Linked DNA regions of Sus scrofa: region 2 is linked to region 1. A link is a contact called in public Hi-C data. All regions are on one chromosome and are shown on one strand. Each heading gives the region's core, a stretch centred on a gene start, on an enhancer-like site or on the middle of the called end of the contact. The rest is flanking DNA. Distances are from core to core; before and after follow the strand shown.

The links. A called contact is a pair of places that touch in the nucleus more often than the background predicts.
Region 2: a Hi-C map of liver shows a contact between it and region 1, with 4 times the contacts expected there. The contact joins two enhancer-like sites. A contact is called at or near these places in 1 of 5 promoter capture datasets (liver), 2 of 47 Hi-C or Micro-C datasets (epiblast stem cells and liver) and 1 of 2 datasets of contacts at active chromatin or transcription factors (alveolar macrophages).

Annotation. Positions count from the first base shown.
Region 1 is chr2:129,518,804-129,524,756 of Sscrofa11.1, forward strand. It overlaps a transcript of GRAMD2B not described here. Among named protein-coding and RNA genes, the nearest start is that of GRAMD2B, 28 kb to the right of the region's middle. Within about 2 kb of position 2,703, at least 16 of the 83 cell types and tissues checked have an H3K27ac peak or open chromatin away from gene starts, as enhancers often do. A contact at or near this core is called in liver, where this site is marked.
Region 2 is chr2:129,812,095-129,818,047 of Sscrofa11.1, forward strand. The region is part of intron 1 of LMNB1 (lamin-B1); the gene reads left to right. Among named protein-coding and RNA genes, the nearest start is that of LMNB1, 7.8 kb to the left of the region's middle. Within about 2 kb of position 3,832, at least 6 of the 83 cell types and tissues checked have an H3K27ac peak or open chromatin away from gene starts, as enhancers often do. A contact at or near this core is called in liver, where this site is marked.

The DNA.
Region 1 (5,953 bases), core at 1,453-3,952:
ATCAACATATCCTCCAAGTGCAGTGCATCAGAGGGATGTAGGTAATGGAAGAGAAATGAGGTTGAAAGTGTACAGAGCCAGAAGGTTGTCTCTAGCAAATTCTTCCCGCCATCACACGTGTAAATTATAGCTGCTGGATTCTGTTCTCCTTAAAGCCAAGACAAAGCAGAAATTCTCTCCTGTTAGGACTTGCTGGTGCAGCTGATAAAAGTATATCAAACTTTGCTTATGCTTATTGCGTACTTTATCAGAATCCCTGTGTTTATGGCACACAAACCCCAGGTGGTACTGAAAGCAACCACTGTCCCTGTGTAGGTGACATAGTACCTCACACCTTAGCATGACATCATCAAGAATCATTTTGAATCTGAAAGAAAATGCCTGACCTATCAATAAGAATTAAGCTTTCTCTAGAGAAGAGACTAAATTATCTCTTCATTGGAAGTATTACAGAACTCTCGCCATATGAAGAGATCAACAACTATCAGTTAAAAGTAAGAAAATAAAAATAAGAAAATAGCAGCATTCCCTTCATGGCTAAGGGAAAATGAATTTGACTAGTATCCATGAGGATGCAGGTTTGAGTCCCGGCCTCCCTCAGTGGGTTAAGGATCCAGGGTTGCCATGAGCTGTGGTGTAGGATGCAGATAGGGATCTGGCATTGCTGTGGCTGTGGTGTAGGCTGGTGGCTTCAGATCCTATTGGACCCCTAGCCTGGGAACCTCTATATTCTATGGGTAGGGGCCCAAAAAGACCAAAAGAGAAAAAAAAAGAAAATAGCATATAGTATGTCAGTCAATTTATGAGTGTTTCATTCATTTTCTGAATTTGAAAATATTTATAGAATTGGTCAGCTAGCTCATGGATACTAGTTAGGTTTATTTCAACTGAACCACAACAGGAACTCACATATGCTACCTTTGACTTACTTTTTAAGTGAGATTTTTTTTTTCTTTTTTCTTTTTGTCTTTTTAGGGCCGAGAGTTAGAGCTATGAAGGCACACAAATGAACCTGAGTTTTAAATTTTATGGCCGCACCCATGGTGTGTGGAAGTTCCTGGGCCAGGGATTGAATTTGTGCAGCTTCGGTGGCAACACCGGATCCTTTAACCCACTGTGCCAGGCCAGGGATTGAACCTGCATCCTATCATTTCAGAGATGCAGCTGATCCTGTTGCACCCTGGTGGGAACTCCAATGAATCTGATTTTTGAAAAAGCATTTAATCAAAGTGGGTCTTTGAGCTTTTAATGGAAGTGGGACTTTGAGTTGAGCTCATCTGTAATAGATTTCAATGAAGTTTTAAAATCTCACTTAAGGAGTTCCCTCCCCCCGCAACCCCTACCTTCGTGTTTAGCAAACAAAACCAGCCAAGGGTTATTGACGTGGACGTTCTAGGAGTTGCTTCCGTGTGTGACTGCGTGGGGCCACATGAGGGCAAGTGGAAACCCCTGCCAAGAAGCACATAAGTGATGAATGAGGGTTTCTATACAACCGAATAGTAATAATAATAATAGTCTCCTCTATTTGCACAGCGGCTTACTCATAGGAACTTTTTACAGACGTGACCTTATATGCCTTGGTGGCTTTTTACTGTGGTAGATGGATTATAGTCATTCTCTAAGTTGCCTGGGTGAGGAAAACAAGGAACAGAAGAGGAAAAGGAATTTTTGGATATCTCCGTACGGCACAACTGAGCCAAAGAAATAACTTCAGGTCATGATTGTGCAGTCAGTTGCATGACCCAAGCAGCATTATCCAGCCTCACTGGCCCATTTCTTCACCTGGCTTGGCTCAATTGATTTGAGCTATTTCCCCAAATCAAATCCATCTTCAAGGGTCATTTCATTTAGTTTCTTCATCTCACCCGGGGTGACTTTTAATGCCCCAGAGGGGACACTAGTTTCAGAAGCAGGCAGGATTCCCTGTTTGAAAGATTAAAGAAGACCTATCTGGGATTCTGATTTCTACATTGAGTCATTCTGTGATGCCGTGGGTTTCAGTTCAATGTATCCATAAAAAGACAGTGGCGTTTGCTCTGGGCACTTGCATGCGGTTAGAAAAAGTATGGTGGATAATTTCATTGAACAAAAAACCTGGGAGCCCTTTCTACCATCTCTGTGGGGGGAGGCTCCGTCTGGGGAGGACTGCCTGGCAACCATCTGGTCTCATCACTTTCTCGGCTGGCAATCCCTCTGTGCCTCAGTTTCCTTAACTGTAAGATCGAGTAATCGTGGGGGTGTGGAGAGGGTTCGGTGAGATAATACACAAAGTGCTTGGCACACAGCACGTGTTTAAGGGTTGCTACGGTTCTTGCAGGGCAGTGGGGGAGATCCACAGAGAAGTCATGCCAATATTCACTTATCACCTAGAGCTCTTAGAGGCTAGGAATACGTCCTTTCCTCTGTATCCCCAGCAACTAGCACAAAGAAGAAACTATCGAAAGAGAATGGATGTGTGTACTTATGTAACTGAATCACTTTGTTATATAACAGAAATTATGCCAACATTGTACGTCAATTATGCTCCAATAAAACTTTAACAAATGGGAAAAAAAAAAGAAAAAGAAACTACGATGAGGAGAGACTCTTGCAGAGTAAAGAAATGGCTGAAGACCCAGATCCTGCTTCCAGGGGCTCCAGTCTCTGTTGGCGACAGATACACACTCTGGCAACCCTAGAGGGTAGGCAATGCGCATGCACCTTGAAAATTAAATTATTAGCCTAACTCTCCAAACTATAATTTCCCACATGTTTCCTGTTAATCCCCATGTTGCAATACTTAGATCTAGAGATAAATTGCGTATTTCAAACACTCAGTGGAACAAAATAAACTTTGCTTATGTGAAAGACTCACAGCAGCCAGATGATCCTGGAGAAAAATAAACTTCTGTTTTATTCCTTCCAGTAAACCCAGGGGCAGAACGTTCTCCTGCAAAAGGGGAAAGAACCCTGGAGGCAGGAACGATCGGGTCATACAAGTGCGTTCATTTATCTCCGAGCTTTGTCCTTTGGACTGTGAGGAGGACATTCAGTGACCTGGTTGGCTTTCCCGTCACATCTCTTGCCCTCTCCATGCCCGGAGAAGATCACAGTCCAGCCATGTGTGCTAGTCTGGGCCTTTGAACCTTCTCTGCCTAGGACACTTGGGCAGAGTGAATTCTGAGCTATCCTTCAAAGCCCGAGCAGGTATCCCTGCCTTGGGACAGTCTGGCCCCACCCTGTCTCCCTTTCTCTGTGCCGACACTGTACCTCTTGGATTTCCATTGCAGCCTCCATCACACACTCAGTGTCGCTTATTGTTGTGTTTGTCTTTCTCCCTCACTCTGCTGCCTTTTATTCCAACCAATCACTCAGCACAAAGTAGACAACGATAAGTGTACAACGATGTGTTGGGCAGATGAATAAATGATGGCGGGTGATGGATAAATAAAGAGCTCCCCTAAGTTGACAAGTGAGGCTGACCCTTGCTGAGGTGCTGCTGCCCTCATCCCAGGAAGGCTGAGGGTCAGCAGCACCCCCTGGGCTTGCAAATCAGTAACAACGAGCTTGATGCACGGAGGACAGCTAACAGCAAAGCCACACGAGCTCTCAGACCCTCTCAGGTCCGAGTCCAGGAGCTTTTCACCCTTCCACGATGATTCATTCTTAGATCTCAACTGGTATTTGCCTCACTGGGGTCCCAAGTGTCATACCCTTGCCAACTGGGAAAAGAGAGGGAGAAATTAGGCTGCAAGGAACAATAGAAGCTGAAATTCCTTTTTCCGTAAATGTAAATACAAGCTTACTTTTAACTTAATACTACCCTGAATTAATTTAAGTTGAAAAATACACCTAATTGCTATAAAATTGAGTTAAATTAGACATAAAAGAAATGATGTAATAAAATATTGGGTTTTAGTTTAGTAAATAATCCCTCACACATGCCACACGTTTTCCTATCTTCGTGCCTTTGTGCCTGTTTTCTCTCTGCCTGGAATAGCATTTCCCTCAAGCAATACTTAACAAATGTTTCGCATTTTTGCAATATCCTGTTGGTTACCCAAGTCAGTCCTGGGTGTTCCGTGTGGACGGGGACCGTCCAAGGAGGAGAAAACCAAGGGGGGAGTCACATGGGGCCATGTTGGAGGCTGGCCAGCATGGTAGTCATGACAGCAGCAACACTAGCACTTATTTCTACTCTGAAAGGTGATATCCGATGAAAGGGCTGTAGTCTTGGAGTTACTCAGACTTGCATTTGTGGTTTTTTAAAAAAATTCTTATTCATTGAAGTGTAGTTGATTTACAATGTTGTGTTAATTTCTGCTGTACAGCAAAGTGACCCAGTTATACACCTATACACATTCTTTTTCTTGTATTATCTTCCATCATGTTCCATCAAAAGTGATTAGATCGAGTTCCCTGTGCTATACCACAGGACCTCATTGCTTATCCACTCCAAATGCAATAGTCTACATCTACTAACCCCAAACTCCCAGGCCATCTCACTCCCTTCCCTTCCCCTTCCCCCTTGGCATCCACAAGTCTGTTCTCTAAGTCCATGAGTTTGTGTCTGTTCTGAAGATAGGTTCATTTGTGCCATATTTTAGATTCCCTGTATAAGTGATATCATATGGTATTTGTCTTTCTCTTTCTGGTTTACTTCACTTAGTATGAGACTCTCTAGATCTACCCATGTCGCTGCAAATGGCATTATTTTGTTCTTTTTTATGACTGAGTAGTATTTCATTGTGTGTATATATATGTACCACGTCTTCTTAATCCATTCAACTGTTAATGGACATTTAGATTGTTTCCATGTCTTGGCTATTGTAAATAGTGCTTCAGTGAACATAGGAATGCACGTGTCTTTCTGAATGAAAGTTTTGTCCATGTGTATGCCCAGGAGTGAGACTGGATCACATGGTAGTTCTATATTTATTTCTCTGAGGTCCCTCCATACTGTTTGCCATAGTGGTTGAACCAACTTACATTCCTACCAACAGTGTGGGAGGGTTCCCTTTTCTCCATGCCCTCTCCGGCATTTGTTATTTGTAGACTTATTAAAGACAGCCATTCTTACTGGTGTGAGATGGTACCTCATTGCAGTTTTGATTTGAATTCCCCTAATAATTAATGATGTTGAGCATTTTTTTTATGTGCCTGTTGGCCATCCGTATGTCTTCATTCTTTTTGTATACGTTCTTTTCCGTTATGGTTTATCTCAGGATATTAAATATAGCCTCCTGTGCTATATAGTAGGACCTTGTTGTTTATCCGTCCTGTGTATAATAGTTTGCATCTTCTAACACCAAAGACTAATGTCTAACTCACACGACCCCTCTCCCTCCTCCTTGTTCTCTTTGCTCAGATCTGTATCTGAATCACAGTTCTAGCACTTTCTGCAGTTTTATTTGTATTTGGGGCAGTGGGTTTTTTTCTTTTGCTTTTTTTTGTCAAGTTATCTAAGCTTTTCAAACCTCAGTTTCCTCACTTGTAAGATGGCGCAAATAACACCTACCTCTTCTTAGTAACATTTTGAGGATGAGGAATGGGTGGCTGGCAAGTAGGACACTCAGGAATTGCTGTTATTAGAGTTGCAAGGTAGGTGAAGTGTTACTATAGAAACAGGGTTGGAAGTCATAATCCACACATCCCGGTGTCAAACCTTAAGGTTTTTTTTTTCTTATTTGTTTTATTATCCCCAAACATTCTCTTATAACTTATGAAGGACATAATGAGAGCTAAACGGGGGAGGTGGGGTATGGATGAAGCTAAAAAAATAATTTCCTTTTGAGAGTTCCCGTTGTGGCTCAGTGGTTAACGAATCTGACTAGGAACCATGAGGTGGTGGGTTCGATCCCTGGCCTGGCTCAGTGGGTTAAGGATCTGGCATTGCCGTGAGCTGTGGTATAGGTCGCAGATGTGGCTCAGATCCCGTATTGCTGTAGCTCTGGTGAAGGCTGGTGGCTACAGC
Region 2 (5,953 bases), core at 2,582-5,081, 290 kb after region 1:
TGCCCTTTTTCTTTTTTTCTTTCTTTTCTTTTCTTTTTTTTAATGGCTAAACCAGCGACATGGAAGTTCCTGGGCCAGGGATTGAATCTGAACTGCAGCTGTGGGCAGTGCCAGATACTTTAACCTTCTGTATTGGTTGGGGGGATAGAACCTACCACAGTAACCTGAGCCTCTGCAGTCAGATTCTTAACCCACTGGGCCATAGTGGGAATTCCTTTACTGCCTTTTTTCACAGTCTAGTGGGGTGGTCAATACCTATTGCCTAGTAATCCTTGGGAATCTTGGAAATCATTTAATTTTGAGCAATAATGGAAATATAATTTGTAAAATGAAAAGGAAGAAATGTTTTATTGTCTGTTTGGGTCTGTTGAGCTCTTTTAAGAATAATTTTCTCTTTAGTATTTTTTTTTGGGACTGTGCCCGAGTCAAATGGAAGTTCCTGTGCCAGGGATTGAATCTTCGCTGCAGCAGTGACCCAGGCCACAGCAGTGACAACACCAGGTCCTTAACCTCCCATGCCACAAGGGAACTCCCTCTCTTTGACTTTTTATTTGGAGTCAGAGTTTTTGTAATTAAATCATTTAGATAGATTTTTAAGAAAACGAATCTTGAGAGGACTTATTTTTTATTTTTATTTCTTTGTTTTTTTTAGGGCCACACCCGCAGCATATGGAGGTTCCCAGGCTAGGGGTCTATTCGGAGCTGTACCCGCTGGCCTATGCCACAGCCACAGCAATGCCAGATCCCAGCTGGGTCTGTGACCTATACCACAGCTCCTGGCAACACCAGACCCTGAGAGAATCTGAATTCCAAAATAACTTATTCCCTTTTTTGGTTTTTAAGCATACAACATCCCTCAGAGACAGAAGAATTCCAGGAGACATTTGCCCTTGCTAGAAAGAGTTTGACAACAGCTTCTTTGCGGGTGTTTGTTCTCTCATAGGGAAACTGATCTCAGATCTAAGATAACAGCTACTCTAGAATTCCCATTGCGGCTCAGTGGAAACAAACCCAACTAATATCCATGCGGATGCCGGTTTGATCCCTGGCCCCTGCTCAGTGGGTTAAGGGTCCAGTGTTGCTGTGAGCTGCATTGGTATGTTGCAGATGCGGCTCAGATCCAGTGTTGCTGTGACTCTGGCGCAGGCTGGCAGCTGCAGCTCTGATTCGACCCCTAGCCTGGGAACCTCCATATGCCATGAGTGCAGCCCTTAAAAAAAAAAAAAAAAGAAAAAGAAAAAAGATACAGCTACTCTGATTTAGTCCAAGCCTAATTATATTTCCTTGAAAGTTTTTTAGGGGTCCACTTTCTAAAATGAATGCCATCAGTCAACACTTTAAACAAAAAAGTAAATTGACTTATTTGAAAATTTCAATATTAACTAATTATGCAGGCAGGCTAAATATAAGAAAATTAAAGATGTTGATTAATTGTTCAGTAGCTAGTTTTGTGGATGCATACTTTTTTGGTTCCTTAAGTGTCATGGGTTCACAGTCTTTTTTTGTAAAACCCTCATGGCCACATGTGTTTGGAGTTAAAAGCAATTCCAACTTTAGGAAGCTAATGTGATGTCTACCTGTATGTGACACTCCCAGTGGGGTCTGGGTTAGCACCCTATATGAAACAGATATTTCTTCAGGGAAAGATATTAATAGTCACAGTAAGTGGAGAAAGACAACTAAAAATAGCGTCACGTCCATTCAGGTCAGGTTTTGTCACCAAATGAATTGATGAAAATTTTGGTTTTAGAGCTCTGGATTACAAATATGAGAGGAATGGTTTGTTTGTTTATTTATTTATTTACCTTTTTATGGCCACACCTGTGGTATATGGAAGTTCCCAGGCTAGGGGGCAAATTGGAGCTGCAGCTGCAGGCCTATGCCATAGCCACGGCAATACTGGATCCTGAGCCACATCTGAGACCTGCGCTGCAGCTTGCAGCAATGATCCATAACTGAGCAAGGCCAGGGATTGAACTGCATCCTCACAGGGACAATGTCAGGTTCTTAAGCTGAGCCACAGAGGGAACTCTGATTTATGTTTTTTTAATTGACCACTTCTTAGTTCACTTGACTCAGGTTCTGGGAGTTGAACCTAGAACACAAATAAATTTTATTGGTTGACTGATTCATGGTAGATAGTCAGGCTTGAAAGGATGTAAGATTAACTCTTAAAGTGATTAGCTCTTTATAGAGAATTATGAATTAATTAGGAAAGTGGAGAGGGGGGCTCACTGGTATATAACTAACATAATGGATGCTGTAGGATTGTTTGAGATGCTGAGCAAGTCAATTTACTGTCCCTTCATTTCAAAAAAGTTTTTGAAAAGAATGTCTTAAGGAACATAGTTTAGTGTTTGAGATGTATTAGGCCTCAAAACTGGTGTTTTAAATTCATCTTTGAGAGGCCGAACAAAAATTTTGTTATTTAAAGTGGAACTTCATGTCTTTTCAAAGCAAATGGTATATTTTAAATTTTATGAAAATAGTACATTTTTTCTTCCAAACAGAATGACGAGTACTGTTGGTTGTAATTTTTCAGGGTATATATGCATTTGAAGATTCATAGGCTTCCTGCCTTCATCCTCAAGCGTCATGGTTTTGAGGAGGCTGGGTTTGAGGTTGAGGGGGATGGAGCCTACACAGTATATTCCTTTGGGAAAATGACATTCCTCTGATTTTCCTTCGTTAGTGCATTGGTAAGGAAACTTCTCTTGGGAATTTTGGATTTGTGTTTTCATTAAAAAGTGTTTCCAGATGCTGATGTGCTACTAACAAGTATACTTGGGACATTTGTCAGTCACATTAGCTTGAGACAGAGTCATATTAAGCAAGAACATTAAGTGAAGGTACAGCTTCCTACTCTTTGTGACTTGGGGTATGTGATTTGTGACTTTAATTCTTTGAGCTTTTGTTTCCTTTTCAGTATAATTGGGACAGGTGTAAGTAGTGGTTTTTTGAATCACAGCAAGGATGAAGAAATCTAGACCTTTTTCTAGCCTGTCAATTTACTTGTCTCATAATAATGGGTGGATTTTTATCAGAATTGGCATTTTGAAGAAATTAGGAAGCATACTGAAATGAAATGTAACTAAGATAAACTAATTCTTCTTTTACTTTATTAGGGCAGAAGGGGATGGTTGGCATCTACCTTATATTTGGACTTACTGTATATTCACTGTTGACTATACATATTTTGGCCACACAGAGTGGAATTTAGTTGCATAGGCTAAACAGTATATGCAGGGTTATTTTAACATCATATTTTTTCAGTTTTCAAACCTAAAATAATAAATGCTGATCTGCTTTAGAGACTTTTTCTTATTATGTGGGAAATCATTTGAAAAACAAAAAACTTTGATCCCATGTATTACTTGGTCTTTGGTTTATGTCCTGATTTTGCCCTGATGGAAGCAAGTTGCCAATAAAACTCTGGTCTTAATGTGAAGCCATAAACTTCATGGTAAATAATTACTTTTATTTTCAAGGGAAGAACTTTAAATATGAAATCCCTAGACTTGGTGTTAAAGTCTAGGAGCCAGGTCCTAAGTAATTAAACCGTTACGATGCGTCCTTCCCTTGCTTTCAAAGGATGTTTGCTAGAGCAAGATGTCTTTGGAGTTGTTTATTCAAACTAGGAGGTTAGACTAGGTAATTGTTTGGTGTACCCAGATTCAAGGAAGTAAACACACAGAATGAAAGATTAAGCACCATAAAAATATGCTGCTACATCTTTCTTTCCCCTCTATACACGGTTATGCTTGTTCTTTTCATTCGTCCAGATGATGTCACCTCAGGTCTGAGTTAGAGATCTTTAGACTTTTAGATCATCACTGTAGGTTTGTTTCCTGCCCAAACAGTGAGAATGAGCCTTAAGTTCAGCTGGGCATTGGGACCCTGTTTTAACTGAAGTTCCCAATTTCTGGGATCCAGGGAAGTTTCCCAATCAGAGTTTTAACTTATACCCTCCCCCATATCTCTCTAACAAGAGGATTGTGTTTTGGGTGTTATATTTGCAGAATTAAAAAAAAAAAAACTAATATTTTCTTGTTACACAGAAATTGTATGTTCATTGTGGAAAATTAGAAAATACAGATAAATACCAAGAAGAATATAAGTCACACGTAGTCCCATAAGACTTCTGAAGTTTTCCTGTTTATATTCATGACAAAAAAATGGATTCATAGTAAATATCAATATGTAACCTTTCATGCTACACTGCTTTGTGAGCTTCTTTACATGTCAGTAAATGTACTTTATCACTTTAAGGGTATGTCAACAGGAGTTCCCATTGTGGCTCAGTGGTTAACAAATCCGACTAGGAACCATGAGGTTGTGGGTTCGATCCCTGGTGTTGCTCAGTGGGTTAAGGATCCAGCATTGCTGTGAGCTGTGGTGTAGGTTGCAGATGCGGCTCGGATCCCGTGTTGCTGTGGCTGTGGCGTAGGCTGGCGGCTACAGCTCCAATTCAACCCCTAGCCTGGGAACCTCCATATGCCGTGGGAGTGGCCCTAGAAATGGCAAAAAGACAAAAAAAAAAAAAAAAAAAAAAAAAAAGATAAGGGTATGTCAACAACTTTTATTGGCCACTCAGTTTGCTGTGACCCAAGGTGTAGGCTTTGCAGTGACTGTGTCTACCTGATTTCTGAGAGGTCATAGAGGGCTGTGATTATCATCTATTTTGCTGACAGTATCACATTTTTTTCTTTTGGATAACTTAATGGTTAAATGTTAACTAATTTTTACTGGTTAAATGTTAACCATTGGATAAAGTAATAGCAAGTTTGCCAATTTTTGACGCCATTAACAGAAGGGTGTCCATTTCCCGTTTGGGGGAATTTATTTCTTGATTCCTGGGATTCTTCTTAGTTCTTTTTTTTTTTTTTTGTCTTTTTAGGGTCGCACCCGTGGCACATGGAGGTTCCCAGGCTAGGGGTCTAATTGGAGCCGTTGGCCTCCAGCCTATGCCAGAGCCACAGCAAGGCAGGATCTGAGCCGCATCTGTGACCTACACCACAGCTCACGGCAACGCCAGATCCTTTACCCACTGGGCGAGGCCAGGGATCAAAGCCGCAACCTCATGGTTCCTAGTCAGTTTCGTTAACCACTGAGCCATGACGGAAACTCCTCTTTTTAGTTCTCGATCATTTTTGTTGTTAACACTCATTGCAAGCATAAAGGAGTAAAAAGATCCACATTTAAGTTGTAATCTTTGCTGTGGGCTTGGATTCTAAGTGAGACATTCCTTAGCTAGTATGTTTCCTTGGTCCTTTTTAAAATTTAATTTTTTTGCCCTTACTGCACTTGCACTTATTGATCATGAATGGAATTATAGCACTTTTACTACAATCTAGCTCATTTTGTATATTCAGAAAATGAGACCTGGAGAGCTTAGAATACTTGTGCAGGATTCAGGACAAAAAACTAACATTTATTTCGTTCTTACTATGTTTGCCAGGTACTATGCCAGATGCTTTACAGGTACTGTTTTTAAGCCTTACCCTTTTTGATGAGTGAGGAAACTTCAGGCTCAGAGGGCCTTAACTATTTTGCCTGAGATAACTTAGCAGATAAATGTCAGTTAGAATAGATCCTAGCTCTGTCTTCTAGCATTGTTAGAGGGTTTTTACGTGGATCACCTCATTTAATACTGGCCTGAAGCAGGCTCATGGAGCACTGTCATCTGTCCTTGAATTTGAGGTCTTACACAAGACATGTGACTTTCAGGTTCATTTGGATGCTACTTTTGGAAGTGGTACTAGATGTACATTTTTCACGGTGATAGTTGAGATAATTTATTTTTTTTAATTTTTTTGTCTTTTTGCTATTTCTTTGGGCCTTTCCCACGGCATATGGAGGTTCCCAGGCTAGGGGTCTAATCGGAGCGGTAGCCACTGGCCTACACCAGAGCCACAGCAACGCGGGATCCGAGCCACGTCTGCAACCTACACCA